Linked DNA regions of Mus musculus: region 2 is linked to region 1. Evidence: chromatin contacts called from public Micro-C data. All regions are on one chromosome and are shown on one strand. Each heading gives the region's core, a stretch centred on a gene start, on an enhancer-like site or on the middle of the called end of the contact. The rest is flanking DNA. Distances are from core to core; before and after follow the strand shown. Region 1 overlaps Sesn1 (sestrin 1). Region 2 overlaps Foxo3 (forkhead box O3).

The links. Hi-C and Micro-C count contacts between places; a contact is called where the count stands out from the background.
Region 2: a Micro-C map of the G1E-ER4 cell line shows a contact between it and region 1. The contact joins two enhancer-like sites. A contact is called at or near these places in 6 of 484 Hi-C or Micro-C datasets (B cells, the G1E-ER4 cell line, cerebellar granule neurons and 2 more), 1 of 115 datasets of contacts at active chromatin or transcription factors (embryonic stem cells) and 1 of 9 other capture datasets (embryonic stem cells).

Annotation. Positions count from the first base shown.
Region 1 is chr10:41,838,671-41,841,889 of GRCm38.p6, forward strand. All of the region lies in intron 1 of Sesn1 (sestrin 1), which reads left to right. Among named protein-coding and RNA genes, the nearest start is that of Sesn1, 30 kb to the left of the region's middle. Within about 2 kb of position 1,596, at least 12 of the 459 cell types and tissues checked have an H3K27ac peak or open chromatin away from gene starts, as enhancers often do. A contact at or near this core is called in the G1E-ER4 cell line, where this site is marked.
Region 2 is chr10:42,191,495-42,194,713 of GRCm38.p6, forward strand. All of the region lies in intron 3 of Foxo3 (forkhead box O3), which reads right to left. Among named protein-coding and RNA genes, the nearest start is that of Gm38485, 82 kb to the right of the region's middle. Within about 2 kb of position 1,722, at least 52 of the 459 cell types and tissues checked have an H3K27ac peak or open chromatin away from gene starts, as enhancers often do. A contact at or near this core is called in the G1E-ER4 cell line, where this site is marked.

The DNA.
Region 1 (3,219 bases), core at 346-2,845:
TTTTTCTCTAAAACAGATGACTTCATTGTCATTGCTGTGTAATTCTGTGTGACATTTTTCTAGGATCATTATAAAACTCTTTGGTACTAAATAAATGAACAACAACAACATCAAAAAAGAGTCAATATCCTCTCAAAAGAAAAAAAGCTTAACATGTCAGGCAGGCCATGTTTCTCTTCCTTCTCCAGTTGGAAGTGGTAATGTTTGATAAAGAGATGCTTGAAGGATGGCACATACAGATCAGGAATGTACACACAGGAGGCCCCTTGTAAACTTAAGTTCAGCATTTCCTATAACACTGGCTTAGGAGCCTGCAGTCTCTGTGCAGAAACACAGATTCCCATTCACTGGGGCTCCCTTCGGTGCTTTCAGGCTGAGAACTTAGGGGTGACTGGTAGACCAGATTAGGTCAGAGTGCAGTGGAGAGGCTGAAGGGAAGTCCCCGCTGTAGTTTACTGTGCTGTTCTGCCTCTGAAGGCGGAGTTGAGCTTCATTGTTATGGTCTAAGCCTGCAGTCCTGTGAGCGGAAGAAATGTACACATGGCAGAAAAACCTTATGAGGCTTGTAGGGGCAGCAGAGGGGAGAATGGAACCAGGGCTGGGGAGATGGTTTAGTCAGTAAAGTGCTTGCCTCCCAAATGCAAGAGCCGGAGATAGAGCCCATTAAAGGGCTGGGCATTGTGGTGTGCACAGAGAAGGGGGATCCCTAGGGCTCCTCACTGTCTAAAAAGTTAGCCTAATCGGTAAGCTCCAGGCTGTATTGGGATCCTCTTGGAAAGCAGAACTGATAGAATACACACACACACAAAACAGAGAGAGAGAGAGAGAGAGAGAGAGAGAGAGAGAGAGAGAGAGAATATGAATATGAATATGAATGAGAGAGGGGTGGGGGAGAATTTATTAAGGTGGCTGACAGGTTATGGTCCAGCTAGTACAGCAATGACTCTACAAGTAGAAGGTCCAACACTCCAGCAGTTGCTCTGTCCACGAGTCTGGATGTTAGACATGCTTTTGAATGTATGCTGGAATCCTAAAGAAGCTGGCTGTAATACCAGTGAAGGATGGACTTGCCAGTGAGTGTGAGCAAGCTTCCCTGGGAGTCATTTTATACCAGGAGTGGCCCAAGTTAAAGGTGGCTCTTTCCACCTCAGATGATCTGGTTAAGACAGGTGTGCCCTCCTGATTGGGTTTTAGTTCATTGTAGAGCAGATGTAGTCTGGTGTCCCAGCACACGTGTCATGTGAAGGCTTGGTCACCAGCTGGGTGGCGTCTTGAGGATGAAACCTGTGGTTGACCTCTGGCCTGCACAGATGTATGCACATACACTCCATACACATACACACATACATAAAATATGAGATCTGAATTCATCTTCATTCCACACACAATAAAAATAAACATGAAACTGACAGCATTTTAAGGTAAAAGGAAAGGCATGTGGGTTTCTCTGATGGAGACTGGCGTTAAGATTGTATCTGCTTTTCTGGGTCCTTTTCCTTCCTTTTTTAATATTTTGTGTGGCCATTGTAGAAAAGACTGTATTTTAGAACCAAAGAACGGTTCCATATTTAGCAACCCATATTGCATTAGTTCTGAACAGATGTCTCTGGATAAATATTAAAAGCAAACCAGTGATTATTGGGCTGGCAGCGATCATATTTCTATAAAACAGCCTTTTTCTTTTTCTTTTTGCCTGTTTGACTGTGATTAAGCACTCTTATTAGCATCCAGTTTATTCCAGCTGGCCTCAAAGATTCTACTTTTTTTTTTTTAATGCCTCAAGGTTAGAATTAAATTTTCTTACACTTAGTTTTTAACTATAAGAGGTTCCTCAGATTGACTAGAATGTTAAGTTATTGTCTGTTGGGAGCCGCGCCCACATTCGCCGTTACAAGATGGCGCTGACAGCTGTGTTCTAAGTGGTAAACAAATAATCTGCGCATGTGCCGAGGGTGGTTCTTCACTCCATGTGCTCTGCCTTCCTCGTGACGTCAACTCGGCCGATGGGCTGCAGCCAATCAGGGAGTGACACGTCCTAGGCGAAGGAAAATTCTCCTTAATAGGGACGGGGTTTCGTTTTCTCTCTCTCTTGCTTCTTACACTCTTGCTCCTGAAGATGTAAGCAATAAAGTTTTGCCGCAGAAGATTCTGGTCTGTGGTGTTCTTCCTGGCCGGGCGTGAGAACGCGTTTAATAACAATTGGTGCCGAATTCCGGGACGAGAAAAAACTCGGGACTGGCGCAAGGAAGATCCCTCATTCCAGAACCAGAACTGCGGGTCGCGGTAATAAAGGTTCCCGTAAAGCAGACTGTTAAGAAGGATTCAACTGTATGAATTCAGAACTTTTCAGCTGGGGAACGAGAGTACCAGTGAGTACAGCTTTACGAGGTAAGTCTGATCTTGAACTTTCTAAGGAAATTCAAGACAGTCTATCAGAAGTAAAGTGGAAAATGGCTTTGCAAGGTATATTTGGCCTTGAATTTTTTCTAGTGTTAGAAGCCCTTTTGTTCCTTTTCACATGTTATCAAGTGGTTAAGGCAGGGCGGATTCTAGATGAAATTCAGGACAAGCTATCAGAAGTAAAGCGGGGAGAGAGAGTAGGAGCAAAGAGAAAATATGGTACACAAAATAAGTATACAGGCCTTTCCAAGGGTCTTGAACCCGAGGAAAAGTTAAGGTTAGGTAGGAATACCTGGAGAGAGATTAGAAGAAAAAGAGGAAAAAGGGAAAAGAAGAAAGATCAATTAGCGGAGGTCTCTAGGAAAAGGAGCCTGTGCTCATCGCTGGATGGGCTCGGGGAGCCAGCTCTTAGTAGCTCTGAAGCAGATGAAGAATTCTCCTCTGAGGAAACAGACTGGGAGGAAGAAGCAGCTCATTATGAGAAAAAAGGGTACCAGCCAGGTAAAGTGCTAGCTAATCAGTTAAGGAAGCCAAAAGCGGCTGGCGAAGGCCAGTTTGCTGATTGGCCTCAGGGCAGTCGGTTTCAAGGTCCGCCCTATGCGGAGCCCCCGCCCTGCGTAGTGCGTCAGCAATGCGCAGAGAGATGCGCAGAGAGGCAGTGCGCAGAGAGGCAGTGCGCAGACTCATTCATTCCCAGAGAGGAACAAAGGAAAATACAACAGGCATTTCCGGTCTTTGAAGGAGCCGAGGGTGGGCGTGTCCACGCTCCGGTAGAATACTTACAAATTAAAGAAATTGCCGAGTCGGTCCGTAAATACG
Region 2 (3,219 bases), core at 472-2,971, 350 kb after region 1:
ACTTCAGGAGCATCGCCTTAGGCACAGAGTTTGCTCTCGAGAGCACAAATCCTTGTGACTGAAAGACAGTGTTCCCAAAGAGAGCTTAAAGTAAAAACACAACACAAAACAAAACAGGTTCGCATGAAGCCTTAGCTAAGTGAAGGAGCCAGGCTCTTTGAGTGGCCGGCCCCTACTTTCCTCCCTGCTCACTGCAATCCCCAGATGCTGCAGGTTCTAGGACCTCCGGCACCCAGCAGAGCCTTCTGCTTGCGGAGCACAAGTGCAGACTGATAATGCTTCCAGGAAGAAAACTCCTGTTTCTTGTAAGATGAAACTGAGTAAAAGGCGCATATAAACATTCAACAGACTCTCACCCATGGAATCAGTCTTCCTGTGTTTCTGTACAGCCCACCATATAAAGCCCTCAAATCCCACCATTAAAGGTCTTGCTACTCAGTCTCATGCTGCTGTCACAGGAAGAGATCCACCATCTACAGAAGAGAACTGGAGCCTTGAAGAAATGTTCACAGACCTAAGCCATGACCTGAATAGTTCCTATTTACCTTGCCCGGGTGTGACCCTGGGGTGAGGTGGGGTGAATTATGACAGCATGCAGGGTGAGACACTCACGGCCTCCTGAAGGTGGGTGGAGTGGAGACACCACCTCACTGAGGGGCCGGGTCCCAGGCACAGAAGACGGTTCACCAAAGTCCTCTTTCCTATTTTAGATATATACGTTGGATCTTGAGAGACTAATTTTCCAACAGAACAAAAATCAGTTCTTCAGATTCCAGAGTTCAAACTACACATCCATCTCTAAAGTAGGATCAAGACATAGACAGGGTGAAACAGATGAGGGCCAAAGCCCAGCGAGGAGGGAAACCAGAGTGAGCAGGAAGGACGGACCGGATGCTGGGTCTCCTCAGGCGGAGAGCTTTGCCCACACTCTGCCTTCCCGTGGAGCCCACCTCTGTGCCCCCCTGCACTGCAGAGCAGCCTGAAGGGAACTCCACTGGCCACGGCACTCAGCGACAGCTAGCGTTCTACTTCCACCACCTAACAGGCCCATCAGCACATTTTTGACTATTTATGACTGTTGGTCTGCACGGCTTTCTGATCATTTCCAAACATACAAAAGATCAACGGATGCTCCAGTGAGCCTCTGGGCCATGTTCTTTACTAGAGGCCCCAAAGAGTGAGTTAGGATTTTGACTTCGAACCTAAGTGTAAGAGTGCCTCTGGCTGGGGGTCTCCTTGGCCATTAACTTCCCTAAGGAACCAAATCAAATACTCCAGAGATAAATATTTAGCTGGAAAAAAAAAAGAAAGAAAATGTATGGGCTAGAATCCTTTCACTAGGAAGAGGGTGAAAGAATGGGACAGGGGAGGGGGGAGGGGGAGGAGGCAAAGGGGGACACGGCAGGAGCACAGAAACCTTCAATCAAACAGAGACTGACAATTAGAGCCTGTTCTCTACAAACACTGGCATTACCCGGAGACATCATGACCAAAGACTCTTGCCCTTCAACAAATGAACACCATAGGCTTAAGAGGTCACTAAACAAACAGAAGATCTGGGGTTAGAGTGAGGGTCATGTCTCTTGCTGGGAGGGGAGGAGATAAAAGCAGACCAGACTCTTGTAGCCCAGCAGTTCCTCAGTCTACAGAGCAGTGCTTAGCACTGGGGCAACACCTCGAAGACAGCCTGACCTTTCAGATGTTCACCCAACTGAGGCTTGCCAGAGCCACAGCATGGTGACTGGATTTCCTGTCTTCGTGTTATGCAAAACAAGCGACCACCAGCCCTTAGAGGTCAGACCGTGGGTGCCTGTCAGGACGGAAGAGCCAGGTTTCTTTCCTACAACAGTGGAATAGCTCAGGTTGGCTCTGGCTTCCGAAACAATGGGAGGCAAGGCTTCTCCCACAGTGAAGCCCGACCGCAGCCCCCTTCAGAGATGCTTTCTTTCTTTTTTCTTTTGGTTTTTTGAAACAGAGTTTCTCTGTTATAGTCCTGGCTGTCCTGGAACTCACTTTGTAGTGAACTCAGAAATTCGCCTGCCTCTGCCTCCCAAGTGCTGGGATTAAATAAAGGCGTGTGCCACCACTGCCCAGCTTCAGAGATGCTAAAGGAACACTTTGGTAAGGCTCCAAACCTTACCAGCCCATGCGGCAGAATCTCTCTTTGACAGCCTCTCTAATGTGTACTCCCCAAATGGCAAGCAGGACTTTGAGTGCAAAGCCCCAGAAGGCATGAAAAGAAACCTAAACTAGAGTTGGTTGTCAAGGAAAGCAGCTGCCTTCTGCAAACAGTGTAAGGCTGACTGTGGTCTGCCATGAGATTACGGGATCATGGGAGAAAACATCGTGCCCCACACGTTCTTACAAAAGGGGGGCTCTGCAGGGGAGGTGTAAACGTTTGTCCCTCTGTGTAAGTAAGCCTGGAGAGACTCAGAGACAAATAGCAGGACACCATCCCACAGACCCATCTGCGAAGCTCAGTTTTTCCGCCACAGGGACCCTGTGCAACTCTGGGTGAGCTGCAGAGGTGTTTTCACCTGCAGGTCCCCTCAGAGTAGAGCCCAGAGACAATGTGCTGAGGTGGGTGCTCATCTGAGAAACTGGCCCTTGAAGACAGGCACGAACTAAAGGAGAGGTCTTGCTGGATAGTTAACAAGAAGCTGGCATCTGAGTTCAGCCTGACCTTTGACCTTTGGAGCTCCTGAAGTAGCAGGACCTTATTTTTATGCTCATAGTAAAAACAAGTGGAAAATGTGTAACAGTGAGATTGTAGGCAGGGATGACCAAGAAATTCCAGCATGCTAAGGCATGCTAAGTCATCCGGCATGGGTCTTGTCAAGCTTAAGAGGGCTCACTGAAAGCCCAGACTACAGCCACCAAGTCCCGTCTCCCGCTCCTGTACATGGAAAAGTCCACAAGCATGGGTGAAGGATGGGGCGCTACCCACCCAGGACGTGACGCTACCAACACACAGCTACACATCAGACTCCCAGATCTCCAGAGCCTGTCACAGAGGTTCTTCAGTAAAATGTCACCTGGCCAGGGCTGCTCCTTTTAGCCTCAATGGGGCCACATGACCTTGGGTCAGCACACTGCAAACCAGTCTGGAGAAATACCAAGGCAGCGGCAAACCAGAAGGATGGGGCTCTGGGGCTGGGGACACTCGTCAGGGAAGGTGAGGCTGAGAGTCTGCCTTTAATAAAGTGGAAACAAGCTAAG